Regions from separate parts of the Mus musculus genome. Here regions 1 and 3 are each linked to region 2. A link is a contact called in public Hi-C and HiChIP or PLAC-seq data. All regions are on one chromosome and are shown on one strand. Each heading gives the region's core, a stretch centred on a gene start, on an enhancer-like site or on the middle of the called end of the contact. The rest is flanking DNA. Distances are from core to core; before and after follow the strand shown. Region 1 has its middle 7.0 kb from the start of Gm34724. Region 2 holds the start of A830021M18Rik (a long non-coding RNA gene). Region 3 has its middle 34 kb from the start of Gm34724.

The links. A called contact is a pair of places that touch in the nucleus more often than the background predicts. HiChIP or PLAC-seq counts read pairs in DNA pulled down with a chosen protein or histone mark.
Region 1: an H3K4me3 HiChIP or PLAC-seq map of embryonic basal ganglia shows a contact between it and region 2, with 3 times the contacts expected there. The contact joins the enhancer-like site here to the promoter of A830021M18Rik in region 2. A contact is called at or near these places in 6 of 115 datasets of contacts at active chromatin or transcription factors (embryonic basal ganglia, embryonic stem cells, forebrain and 2 more) and 1 of 9 other capture datasets (embryonic stem cells).
Region 3: a contact with region 2 is called in a Hi-C map of the G1E-ER4 cell line, with 3 times the contacts expected there. The contact joins the enhancer-like site here to the promoter of A830021M18Rik in region 2. A contact is called at or near these places in 2 of 484 Hi-C or Micro-C datasets (both in the G1E-ER4 cell line) and 6 of 115 datasets of contacts at active chromatin or transcription factors (embryonic stem cells, stem cell-derived neural progenitor cells and trophoblast stem cells).

The regions. Positions count from the first base shown.
Region 1 is chr15:37,051,080-37,055,356 of GRCm38.p6, reverse strand. No RefSeq gene overlaps it. Among named protein-coding and RNA genes, the nearest start is that of Gm34724, 7.0 kb to the right of the region's middle. Within about 2 kb of position 2,081, at least 57 of the 459 cell types and tissues checked have an H3K27ac peak or open chromatin away from gene starts, as enhancers often do. A contact at or near this core is called in embryonic basal ganglia and forebrain, where this site is marked.
Region 2 is chr15:36,723,535-36,727,950 of GRCm38.p6, reverse strand. A830021M18Rik (a long non-coding RNA gene) reads right to left here and starts at 1,706. Exons shown (of 3, transcript XR_875150.3): 1 at 983-1,706. Gm41297 (a long non-coding RNA gene) reads left to right here. Exons shown (of 3, transcript XR_875152.2): 1 at 1-236.
Region 3 is chr15:37,078,114-37,082,640 of GRCm38.p6, reverse strand. No RefSeq gene overlaps it. Among named protein-coding and RNA genes, the nearest start is that of Gm34724, 34 kb to the right of the region's middle. Within about 2 kb of position 2,125, at least 14 of the 459 cell types and tissues checked have an H3K27ac peak or open chromatin away from gene starts, as enhancers often do. A contact at or near this core is called in the G1E-ER4 cell line, embryonic stem cells and trophoblast stem cells, where this site is marked.

The DNA of each region.
Region 1 (4,277 bases), core at 832-3,331, 330 kb before region 2:
AAAGGAACGTAAAAGTACTGGATATTATCTGATGATCAGCTGTCTCCACAACACGACAATTTGAGTAACAGGAAGGTGTTCTTGTATTTGCACTTATAACTTTATAAGCGATATAAAGAAGCAAATTGCACAATTAAATTTTATTAACTTAAAAGCCTACAGGATGGTACAGGTGCCATGCTGCCCAAATTTTCAGAGCAACTTAAATTACTACTAATATTTGCCACTTCTGATTCCCCTAAAACAAAGCTCTTGGCACACTGATATCACATGTCTTTAAGATGTAGTGCAAAGAATTCAGTCTCATTCTTTAAAATTCCAGCTTCTGCAGACCCAAATGCTTATTAAATCCTGGAAAGTGGGATAAAATTTCCTTTAGAAAATAGATCATAGGGTCTGGAGAGGTGGCTCAGTGGTTAAGTACCATTGCAGTTCTTCCAGAGGACCCCAGAATTAGTTCCCAGCACCTTCATGCATGCCGAGTACTCTTGAAGGCCAGAAAAAAGCCTGAAACAGAAGTTGGGGACAGATGTCAGCCATCATGAGAGAGCTCAAGTTCCAGGTGATCTGCCGCCGTCTTCTGGCCGCTCAGGGAACTGCACACATGGTGCTTAGCCATTTAGACAGGGAAAATACACATACACATTAAATAAATAAATAAATAAATTTTAATGGATCATGACTCACAAATCAAAGATCACACTTTTTGAAGTAGGAACTGTATGACTTTACGAATTTACTAATCTGAGCTTAATAATTAGATCTCTTAATATTCATTCTGTATGTTTCTTAGAAGTCTGGTTTCATGGTCAATTTCTATTAACATTGGTATCAATACTCAGAAATTTCTATTAACATTGGTATCAATACTCACAAAAAGATTAGTAAAAATATCATTTGAGTTTTTGAAAGAAAAGAGCATGTGAATAAAAGCGGGAATCTACCCCCATGGGATCCCTCACATGGTATCTACCCCTTGGTGTCCCTTGCTCACATGCTGAACCTCCTGGGAGAATGTGGGTTCCATTAGTATTTTTCCTGCTGATGACAACTGATTGAACACATGGCTGGGTGAGAGGTTGTTTTACATTTATTTTATATAAAGTCGTCAAATTGATTTCTTAGCAGGGGACGTCTGGAGGAGGGCATCAGAATGGCTCAGAGTAAAGGCACTTGCCACCAGACTGTGGAAAGCAAGAGCTGGCACCAGCAAGCAAGCTGTCCTCTACTCCCAAAACTGCAGCGTGGCATGTCCAATCCAAGCCCCCATTCACTGCCCAGCACTGCATGGATCAGTGTAATCAATGGGAAAGCACATGGACTTACGGCTTTGTCTCTCTTTGTATTTCAGAGTCTCTGATCGGACCAGTTGTTTTAGCTTGGAAAATGTTGTCATAATAACCTCGAACCTTTCATTGAAAACTGGTTTGAAGCTAATGGCATTTTAATTTCTCTGAGCAAACACAAGGAAGACATAAAACTTCCTTCCAGTAAGAGGTCACTTGCCTGGAGCAGGATCATGTTCCACAGGATGGCTGCCCAGAGTCCTCCGTCTCTCACTTTGGCCCCTTAACATCTTTCTGTTCCTCAGGTTTTGGTAGGATGGCATGAGACACCTGTGTGATTTTACACTCATGGCCTAATGAGCACGTGTGACTAAGCCGTGCTGAGAGCCGACCCAGAAAGGGCCACCCAGGTTTGTAACTCTAAGATATAGAGAAGCCTCCTCTTACTGTGCAAATCCATCTAAGTAGACAAACCCACACATCTGTTCCCCCATCTCTACCACTCTCTCCCCTGCATTCACAGCCTATTTCCCTGATCCTGGGGAGGGAGGGGAGCTGTTCCCATTGATTCCAGGAGGACCACAAAACATGGAAAAGGAAACCCAATGCTCTTTTTTACACTCTGGGCTCTGGTTACTAATAAAAGTCTCATGTGTGGACCCAGATCAGGCATGCCGCCTGTATACAATTAAAACCTCCGATTCACCAACTGGATCCATATGTATTGGTAGCATGTAGCAGCTGGCTGAATGCTGTAACCTTGGATACCAGGAAACCCAACTTTCTCAGTCTCGTTGCTAAGGCAACAGGACAGAAGTGGGTGTGGGGAGCCCAGCAGACCTGCCCACAGGCTCTGCAGGGTCTGCAGGAGGAAGTCGGGAGGAGGGAAAGGGAAGTCTTGGGATGCCCACCCATCCAAGGCTGTGATGGAGCAGGCTATAGGACAATGCCACACTCTTATGTCACTAACAACGGGTGGGCCACTAAGTGAACACATTGTGTAAGGCAGGCCAGGCACTCTGTGCTGCTGCTGGGCAGAAGGAGGTACAGGAAGGGGTGCTAGGGAGGTAACGAGGGTGGGATTGGGGACATAGCTGCTCGGGAGCGAAAACTGGATAACAATACTGCTAGCATGCCAGGCCATGACCTGCTCTCTTTAGGACACATGTTATGTACACCTATGACAGGTGGTCAGGCCAGAGAACACTGAATAAATGCCACTTTTTCTCCAAAGCCTGCAGTCCTCTGCCTCTTAAAATCCTCACATATGACCACAGAATGAGGGAATTCTCTGGCATTTTCCAGAGAATTACTTCCACAATTGTCTTTCTAGAATAATTAGGAAGTGTAGTTTCACCTCCCTGGGATTTCTATCTGTTTTTCAGAGAGTGTTTAGAAGGATATGAATCTGGGAGCTTGAACATCAACTTAGAAATTATCCCATGCCCTGAGAGGTCTGCAACACAGGTTTGCAGGCTCTGATAGGCCCAGCGATAGAAACTGTGTGTAACCCTCCTTGCCCTACACTCCATTAACAAAGGATTATGTCCAACATGGTGTTCACTCCTACTAACATTCTCAGGAGAGCGATCCCGTGGAGTATGCACTGGGGGAGGTTTGCTCAAAACTGTGATCTCTGATTGGCCAGTTAGCAAACCTTCAATTGACTCCACTTTCATAACTGAATAATTTGAAACAGATTAAGAATGTTCTCTTACCTTCTACTTTGATGAAAGCAGATGTTTCTCATGGCAACTCAGTGTGAACCCAACATTTTCATCTTTTCTTAAAACCAGCAGCTCTCTGCCTTGGCAGGTGGTGAAGTGAAGTGAAGACTGAGGAATGCCCATGGCCCCTCTCAGGAAATACAGATGATAAAAGCAAGAGCAGACCTGCAATGGGGCAGTGGTGGGAGCCCCACAGACTCTGGGGAGTCCTACAGGGCTGCAGTCTTAGCTAGGGTTGCATTGCTGTGAACAGACACCATGACCAAGACAACTCTTACAAAGGACAACATTTAATCAGAGCTGGCTTACAGGTTCAGAGGTTCAGTCCATTATCATCATGGCAGGAAACATGGCAGTGTCCAGGCAGACACAGTGCTGGAAGGAGAGGAGAACATCTTGATCCGAAGGCAGCTAGGAGGACTCTCGCTGGGTGGAGCTTGAGCACTAAGAGACCTCAAAGCCGAGGCCTATGCAGTGACATACTTCCTCCAAAAAGGCCACACCTATTCCAACAAGCCACATCTCCTAATAGTGCCACTTCCCATGGGTCAAGCATATTCAAACCACCACAGGTGCTGTACTCTCTCCCCAGAAGGCAGAAGAGCCAGAAAAGAAGAGCCAAGTGGATGCAGTGTAAAACAGAGGATGCAAGACATGACAGAGAGGATGCAAGACAGGGAGGATGTGAGACAGCACAGAGAGGATGCATGACATATCTCATAGCAGACTTGGTTCTCTTTCTTGTTAAAATGATTTATTTATTCTTATTTTATGTGATTGGTGTTTTGTCTGCATGTATGTCTGTATGAGGGAATCAGATCCCCTGGCACTGGAGTTACAGAGAGTTGAGAGCTGCCATGTGGGTGCCAGGAATTGAACCCAGGTCCTCTGGAAGAACAGCTAGTTCCCTTAACCACTGAGCCATCTCTCTAACCCCTGTTTTTTGACTAGTGTGCTTTGAACACTATCTGTGTGTAGCATAGACTAAGAGTTTACTACTAGAATAGCTCATTGTGTTGGTCACTGTGACAAAATACCTAAAATCAAGAACTTAAAGAAGAAACAGTTTATTCAGGTTCATGCTATGAAAGATTTTGTCCAAGATTGCTTTGGCCTAAGGCCAGGAAAACCATCACGGCAACAGGAGACTGCTCACTTCATGACAGCAAGAAGCAGAGAGAAGGATAAAGCATTTACAGACAGGAGTAGATTTCCAGGGCCTACCTCTTAGTCTCCATCACCTGCAATGATGTCATCAGATTAT
Region 2 (4,416 bases), core at 457-2,956:
CCCCTAGAATGGAGCTGTAGGAATGTGCCTGTGTGACTTAGAATGGAACAACAGAAGCATTACAAAGACAAACATACTGATGAATCTAAGCAGTGCAGCGTGAGGGGCGTGGCTTGGCGGCAAGCGATGGCTACGGGAGTGTGCCTGTGGCTTGGCAGAGCAGAATATCAGCATGGGGGTCAAGAGTAGAGAGCAGCGCCTGAAGCAGCGTTCTGTCTTCTAGCAACTCTGCTCAGGTTGGAGAGCAAGTGTGCTCCAGGCACTCAGGGCGGTGGGGCGCGCGCGAGAGATCACGCCGTGCCACAGAGCACTGGGTGGCAGGGTTGAGTAGGCGGGGCTGGGGGGCCGTAGCTGCAGCTGTGTCCTTGCTGCCAGAGCTCTAGTCAACTGGCTGCTGTGGAGTCAGGTCAAACAGGGAGGGAGACAGCAAGGGGGAATGTGGAGAGCTCAGGATTGTCAGGCAGCACCGCCCTGAACAGAGAGTGAGGGGCGGATGGAAAGTACGTGGTGGCGGCAGAATCAGGGGAGCAGGGAACCGGGAGTGGAGAGCAAGCAGCAAGAAAACGTGGGGTAGGGAATGGTCTACAGATCGCTAGCTAGAGAGTTGTAAAAGTTTGCTATTAAAGTTCCAGTAAACGGCCATTTAGAGTTATTCTTTGATGGGTATAGGGGCCAAATTTTAACCAGGAGACGTGCTAGCAAAGATATTCCCTTCTGGGTGAGAATAGGAGCAAGTGACTTCCCCGTTCCCCGGTGTCTCTAGTACAAATGTGATAGCTAGAAACAGAGGCAGCCAAAACAGATCACCAGCCACGCAGTGAACTAGCAGCTGAGCTGCGGGACCAGTGCACGAGCTGTGTGTGGGGCTCAGAGCCTGAGGGAGGATGGTTTGCCTAAGCGTAGGATTTTTTCAGCAGTGTGCAAGAGAAGCCAAGAGAAAAACCGTCAGAGAAAGAGAGACAGAGACAGAGAGAGCACTCACCCAGGGGTAGAGGTCCGAGAACGAAGCATCAGTAAGAAGACCAGGACACCACGGGGTGGCTGCAAGCTCAACAGCCCTCCCTTGGGACCAGAGGGCGTTTATGCTGACCAGTGAGAGTAGGGAGCTTTACCAATTCTCCAGTGCTTGGGTGGAGAGGTCTAGCAAGAGATCCATCCCATGGCTGCAAAGTCCATGTGGCAGCACGGAAATATGAGCTCATGCAACCTGTGAGTTTCTAAATCCCAGGCACAGCACCCGTGTTGGTAGAGGCGCTGTATGGTGGGTGAGGTGGAAGGGCTGCCTCCACAGGCCCCCGCTGAGGCATCCCCTCCCCCTGAGGCATGGTATGGAGTTTATTTAGGGCATGGGGAAGGTGGGAGGCAGAGAAAGGCGGGAGGTGGGGAGAGGAGAGGGAGAAGCAGGCCAGGAACACATGGGGAGAGGAAGGGGGGAGCGGGAGAAGGGGCAGGTAGTAAGAAAGAGGATCAGACAGCGAGGAAGAGACATGCAGACCCTTTTAGAGTGAGCCAGGCATACCTGGCTATTGCCAGGTCATGCCAACAGTAACTTCTGCTCTTTAGCAGCCTGTAGTGACATTAATTCTCTTTACATTTAGACAATTTAAGTGTCTAAAGATTGGTGACCCAACCAGGAGAGCAATAGCAAAGCATTATATGGCAAGCATTTGTACCACACTCCCTTGTGACATAGCCCAGCCCATCAAAGGTCTGTACCACACCCTCTTGTGACATAGCCCAGCCCATCAAGTACCAGCATCCTCCCAGGTGTATGTTAGCTTCCTCCAGCTGTGGGCCGCGTTGGGTGCCAGAAGTGCTTCTCTGTCCTCTGTTTCCTCCCTCAGGGTGTCCAGGCACCAGGCTTGAAGGATGAAGTGGAGTCTGGAACAGGTTGGGACTGGCTCTCAGTCCAGCTGAACTCACATGTGGGCATGGGGTGGAGGGCTTCACCAAGGAAGGCCTTCTCTGGCGATTTTAGTCTTACAGCTCTTTTAGATGACTCCCAATGAAGTGGCTCTTAGATGGTCTTCAGTGAAATAGCTGGTGCTCACTTACTTTATTTGGGTGGACAAGGGCTGTATATGAACTTTGGAGAGTGGAGAGGAGTTTTCAGGGTGAATGTTGATGACTGGCTGGAGCTCAGTGAACTGGGAACGCCTCTTTTGTGTGGAAAAGCTCTCCAGGAATCCCAGGTATTTGCTGGGCAGGTTCTTATGGGGTGTAGGGAGAGGAATTTGTAGGTTTGCCAAGGACCCCATTACCTTCCTCAGGTAGAGGATGGGGGGGTAGTCAGAGAAGTGGAAGCCCTGCTAGAAAAAGGGAATTCTCCATTTTGTGCTGAGCTCAGAGGAGCTACACAAAACATGGGGATGTTCCATTAGCTGAATGTTGCTAGAGGAGTGATCTTACACGCGTTCGCAACCGGCCAGGAAAGACGCAACAAACCAGAATCTTCTGCGGCAAAGCTTTATTGCTTACTCAGGAGCAAGAGAGGAAGAGCGCGGCAGAGAGAGGCAGAGAGGAAGAGAGAGAGAGAGAGACACAGAGAGACGCAGAGAGAGAGGCAGAGAGAGGGGCAGAGAGGGAGAGAGGCAGAGAGCAGAGGAAGAGAGCAGAGGAAAAGACGAAGAGGCGAAGAGATGAAGAGAAGAAGAAACGAAGAGACGAAGAGGCGAAGAGAAAGAGTGCCAGAACCCCGTCCCTTTTAAGGAGAATTATCCTCCGCCTAGGACGTGTCGCTCCCTGATTGGCTGCAGCCCATTGGCCCAGTTGTCATCACAAAAAAGGCAGAGCACATGGCGGGAAAACTGCCCCTGCACATGTGCAGATTATTTACTACTTAGAACACAGCTGTCAGCGCCATCTTATAATGGCAAATGTGAGTGCGGCTCCCCACAGAGTGAAGCCCAAAGACTTGTGTCAAGGTGCTCATGAGTCCAGCATGGGACAGTCTGGGAAAGCCGGAGTTTATGGAGTTTATAGGTCAGTGGTCTCCAGAGGTTGGCAGATGAAGATGCAGAATACAGGTTTCTTCAGCTATTCCTCATATTTTGAGGGTGGCATACACCATTTTGCTCAAAGCCTGTAGAATAGAGACAGAAGTGGGGGCTGATGCAGAGCTAGAACACACTACAGTGGCACACTCGTTGTAACAACTCCAAAACACGTTTGTGTCCAGTGACAAACACTGCCCTCCCCCTCTGCTGGCTCCCCTCCAGCTTCCTACAATCCACCACATACAAGGTGACATCAGACCAGAGGAGCGGCTCTAAGACTTCTCTCCATGATGCAACTAGTGTATGAGCTGTCCTGATTATCCAGGGTCCACACCAGGCTGCTGGCTAAGTATCTTGAACTATGCTGCTGAGTCTACTAGGGAGAATTTTAAGAAAACCTCCTCCCTGGATTAAGGAGTGGGGGAGGTTATGTTGGCTTTTTCCTTGCTTCCTTTCTCCCTGCCTTAACATATGGTGGAGCAGTGTGACAGCCATCTTGTGATGACAGGGTAGCAAGAAGATGGATATGTTCTGGGTCCCTGATGGACCGACGCTGCACCAAACCTAGAGCTGGCTTTTCTCTGAATGCTTTAGGGCATGAGACAAGATGGCTGAATACTGCAAATGGAAGCCTTACTTCCATTGTTGTTACTTTCGGATTAACTCAAGCTGGGAGGGAGGTGTTTGAAAAGGAAAGCAAGGCTCAGGAAAGCAGGAGACCTTACTCAGGCTCAGGAAAGCAGCTTGGGCTGAAGGGAAAGAGTTTCCCATCAGCCTTGCCTGCTGTTAACCCTGATCCTTCCTCATTCCTACTCAGACCCTTACTCGGCATTCTCGAGTCATTACCAAGCACACTTAAAAGAAACCATTTACAAACTAAAAAGAGATATACTTGGTTCACAGCCATGCAGGTTTAAGCCTGAGGCTGAGTACTCACTCATATTAGTCTGGGCTTCTGGTCACATTTCGAGGCAGGAGCTGAAGACAAGAGACTCTCTTCTCAGGATTTCCTTGGATGACCCTCCTCCAACCCCCCACCCTAACCTATCTGCGGAGACCCTATCTGTGGAGGCGTTTGCCTTGGCCTGGCGGGAGGGTTCAAGTGAAGGGGTAGGGGTATGAGCAGGGAGGGGGAAATGACTCCACCCGCCTTCTAGTGCTGCTACTGTTACTGTGCTGTCTACACCCGCCAAGCTGGCTGGCGAGCAGAGAGCAGGGGAGCTTCTGCTCTCAAAAGCTTCGGGAGAGCGTTCTCTTCCCAGGCAGTGCTACAGCTCTTGTGACGGATGCTCTCAGATGATGGAGTCATTCTCACACAACTCTATTCCTTCTGGATAGGAGCTTATATACAGTTTGGGGTGGGTGGGTCTGACAGCAGGTGCTTCCTACTGGCTCGGCCTGAGATGCCTCATCTACAAGA
Region 3 (4,527 bases), core at 876-3,375, 350 kb before region 2:
ACAAGCCAGAGTCCCCAGAGAGGAAGGAGTCCAGTTGAGGGAATGTCTCCATGGCATCCAGCTGTAAGGTGTTTTCTCAACTATTAATCAATGGGGGAGAGTCCAGCCCATGGTGGGTAGTACTATTCCTGGTCTGGTGGTCCTGGGTTCTGTAAGAAAGCAGGCTGAGCAAGCTATGTGAAACACCCAGTGAGCAGTATCCCTCCGTAGCTTCTGCATCAGCTCCTGCCTCTATGTTTGTAAGACCCAAAGAGCCTTATATCTGGGATGTCCCACTCACAGAAACACAGAGACAGAGATTGATGCAAGAAGCAAGAGGTTTATTGATCCAGCATGCCAGGGCTGTCCTGCAATTGGAGCAGAGGTGACCCTGAATCTTCTAAGCACACACTTTTTATACAGTTTAAGGGTAGACCTTGGTAATGACAGGAGTTGGTTTAAGCCCATTGTTGGCCCAAACTGACCTTTTCATTCCCCCTTTAGAAATGATAATTACCCTCTCCCTTCCGGAGAGGCAGGTGTTTCATGACCTTCCCTAAGCAGCACTGATGGCCCTGGGTGAGGTGAGGTCTTAGTCACCAGAAGAGGGAACTGAAATATCAGGTTATCTGCACATGCCTTGCTTTCTTGTAAAGCTTGTTTTGCTGAGTCATTCCGGGATGGGAGTGTTTGTCACAACTTTCTATCTGGAAGATCCCCAGCATGCTATTCTAGCAAGGTCTTTCAGTGGTCATCTTATGTTCTCTAAGGTCACACATTCCCACTTGTTCTAGCCCTGCTTAAGTTCCTGTCCTGACTTCCTCCCGAGATGGGCTGTGAGCTGAAAGTGTAAGCCCTTTCCTCAAAAACTTGGGGGTTTTTTGGCCATGGTTTTTATCACAGCAATAGCAATTCTAACTAAGACAATTGGCATCATTTTATTTGGTCTAACACAGGACCTACAGGCATCCTGAGTGGTACCAGTTTCATGGATAGTGTAGGTCTGTCAATCATTTATCAGTCCCTCCCTCACGATGGTGTGGACATCTGCCTTAAGGGAAATCATGCTCCTCCAACTGTGTGCTTCCTTCTAGAAAAACAGGTGAAAGAAGAACTGCCCAAAGCCAGTCTTCTCCCCACCCCACCAGCCTTTATTTTTTATAGATCAAATAGCTCTGCTTCTCCAAGGATGGGTAGAAACCAAAAGACATGTCTGTAGGTATTGCTACACAGTAATCACACAGTACATACCAATACTACTATAGCAGAGAGGGATGAGATAGGTTGATCCCAAGACAGCCTTTAAATGGTCAGTTAAGGAGACTAGGCCTAAATCTCTGTTTCTAAGAACTGGGCAAGCCCAGGCAAGTCAGTTACTGAAGAAAAAAAAAAAAAAAACAGGCTTCAGGCAGCTAGTCAGAAACTGCCCTGCCACCAGAAGCTGCCCCTCCACCTGGCCTGAGGCAAGGGCAATGGGTCAGCAGCAGTTTCCTGACTTCCTCTGCAACAGTTTCCACCCCCAGCAATGGTTCTGGAATGTTCCTAGAGATGACCCAACAGATTAAGATAGAGGTCACCTACCCTGGAAATTCCCTACTGTGCTTTAAATTGGGCCTGCAAGCTCATTTTGGGGTCTCTCCATCTTGGAATGAGGGACCCCCGCATGCTGGTCTTCTGCAGAATGAAATGCTCCTTGCTTTTGCAAACTATTTGAGTCTCGAGTATCATTTCTCGGCAAATAACAAACCCTTACATAGCAATTCATTAAAATTCAGTAAAAGTGTAAAATGAAGGTTTTCAGTCATATCAGCTACAAAGCATCACTCTGAAGCCAGCTGTGCCTAGTGGCTATCTATGTGGTCATAGCTCTAACAAAGGTCTAGAATATTTCATCATCTGCAGCGGAGTTTGGGGCAATGTTTATGTAGAAGAATCCTGAAGGCCTGAGGCTATCTTTCTGTGGCGTTTGAGTTTGGAGCTTCCCAGAAGCAGGTCTAGGGAAAGGATTCAAATGTGTAGTTTTTTGTTTTTTGTTTCTTTTTCTTTTTTTTTTTTTCTGGAAGTGGAAGGGGAGGGTGGAAAGCTGGGCAGTGCAGAGAAATGCAGATGGAGTGGGGTGGGGTAGAACACACATCTCAGACTCACCCCACCCGAGAAAGGCAGCTGAGATCTGACATCAGGGCTGCACTGCCTTCGGTCTGCTTGTGGGCAGAGATGTCAGAGGTTCATTTAAGGAATGAGCAGAGAGGCAGAGTCTGACCAGGGTGTGCCCACAGCTCCCCTCCATACCTTCACTGTAGGGTTTTGCTTATAACATTATGCCCATGTTCTTGATTTGATGCTGTTCTGCTGAGAGTAATTTTGCCCTTGAGACAAGAAAACACAGGGGACGTTGTTGGGAGCCATTAAGGCAACGCTATTGTCCTGATCTCTGAATTGGGCCTCTCCCCCCGAGAAGAAAAGAGGGTCAAAAGCGGGCCACCGACACATGGATTCCGAGAACCACGGGAGGTTCCAGCCCTAGGTCATCACCGTTGTCCTGACCACACCCTGATACCACCAAGTTCCTGCTTCCCGGTGTAGCTGTCAAAAGAAAGAATTTCTATTGCCCCCCCTCCCATAAGTACTTCTCCTTTTGCTTGTATTGCCCTACCCCTCCCACTGATAAGTATCTGTACTTCCCCCTTTGCTTGTGCATTTAAACCTTGGACCTTTCTCAGTACATTGGGGTCTTGATACAACTTCAGAACGGTTTCCGTGTCGTTATTCGTACAAGACCCTCGTCTCTCTCTACCCCCCATTTGGTTATTAGGAGGAGGTCCCCTCGAGATCCTCGAATAACTGGACCTGCTGGACGGGTCAAGTGGCGCCCAACGTGGGGCACGAGGTACGACTGCCCTCCGGACAACGGATTAAGGATTAAAGAGGTACCGCGCAGAGAAACAGTGGGACAGTCCACTGACACTTCACTCGAGTGTTGAGTACGGACGTCGGGAGGTAAGCCTAGGCATTCAGTTGTTGTCCCATTAACCATGGGGCATTTAGTGAAGAGATAAAGGGTTCTCTTAAGGAGGGAGGGATAAGAGTTTTTAAAAAAGGGGGGAATTTAATAATATATTTTTGTTTTGTGGACAAGAAATGTCCATGGCTGGTATTAAATGGTTCTGAAACTTAGAATAAAGTAGACAAAGAAATCGATAGTTTAATAAAACAAGGAGAAGATGTCCATGAGTCCTTTTTTAGTTATTGGGGAATCATCAGAGATCTCCTTGAGCAGGCAGAAAAGGGCGGAAAAGGTGCTTGCCTCCTAGCCCTTACTGAAGATTTTTTAGAAAGCTCCCAATCGCCATCTCACAAAAGCAAAACTAAGCTGCCGGCGCACAGTATCTCTATTAGAAGGTTTAGCAGAAGGCTACTTGATACCCAATGAATGGAATAAAGTTATTCAGTCTGTCCTCACTAGAGGCCAATATTTAACTTGAAAGTCAGAGTTTGTGGAAGACAGCCTCCTGAACTGCTGACAAAATCTGTGGTTAAGGCAATTTCGCTACAGACATAAAACAATTAGGGCTCTCCCCTGTTGTCCTCGCCCAGACAGCACAAGCGGCCCTGAGAGCTTGGCGCGCTGTCCCTGCAGCAAGGGCGCTAACTATGCCCCTAACCAAGATTATACAAGGGCCCCAAGAGTCCTATGCGCAGTTCGTTGCCAGAAAGCAGCTGAGAAAATTTTGGGACCTAAGGAAAGTGAGGGTCTGTTAGTTTGACAACTTGCTCTTGAAAATGCCAATTCAGCATGTAGGGCTGCCCTGAGAGGTAAAACCAAGAGTTTAAATATAAATGGTATGATCAAGCTCTGTAATGAGGTAGATGTGTTTTCTCAACAAGTTTCTAAGTCTATTAACCTGGCCATTGGGGCTGCTCTAACTCCAGCTCCAAGATTGGTGCCGAGCCCCATTGGCCCAAGTTAGAAGTAGACATCTGTGTCCTCACATTGGGTGCAAATGCCGCCTGGGGCACCCCTGATTATTATATGCCTCAATTAACAGCAGTTAACACAGGTGAATTTGGGCCCCCTCCTCAAAAGACGTTTTTTCTCATCATCGGCCGAGTGTCCAGACTTTTACAAGGCCTAATGGTGACTCCTACAGTGGTTGACACCGACTACCATGGGGAGATAAAAATCTTAGTCACCGCCACACAGGAACCACTTACCCTTAGGGCTGGAGAGCACATAGCCCAAGCCTTACCACTCCCACTATTCGGCCATTTCCCTTATATGAAAGAGGAGTGAGGACTATCCTCCCTGGGATCCTCAGAAGTCTACTGGGCACAGAAAATAACTGATTCATGGCCCATGCCGACTTTGTTTCTAGAGGACAAACAGTTTCAAGGGCTCCTAGATACCGGGGCAGATGCGACAGAAATTTCCTCAACACATTGGCCTGCAGCCTGGCCCTTACAGCCCACTAAGGGATGGTGTAATCCACTGATCATAAAATTTACTGCTAAGAGGAGGAACTTAGAGGCTTGAGAAAGTTCTCGCCCTCT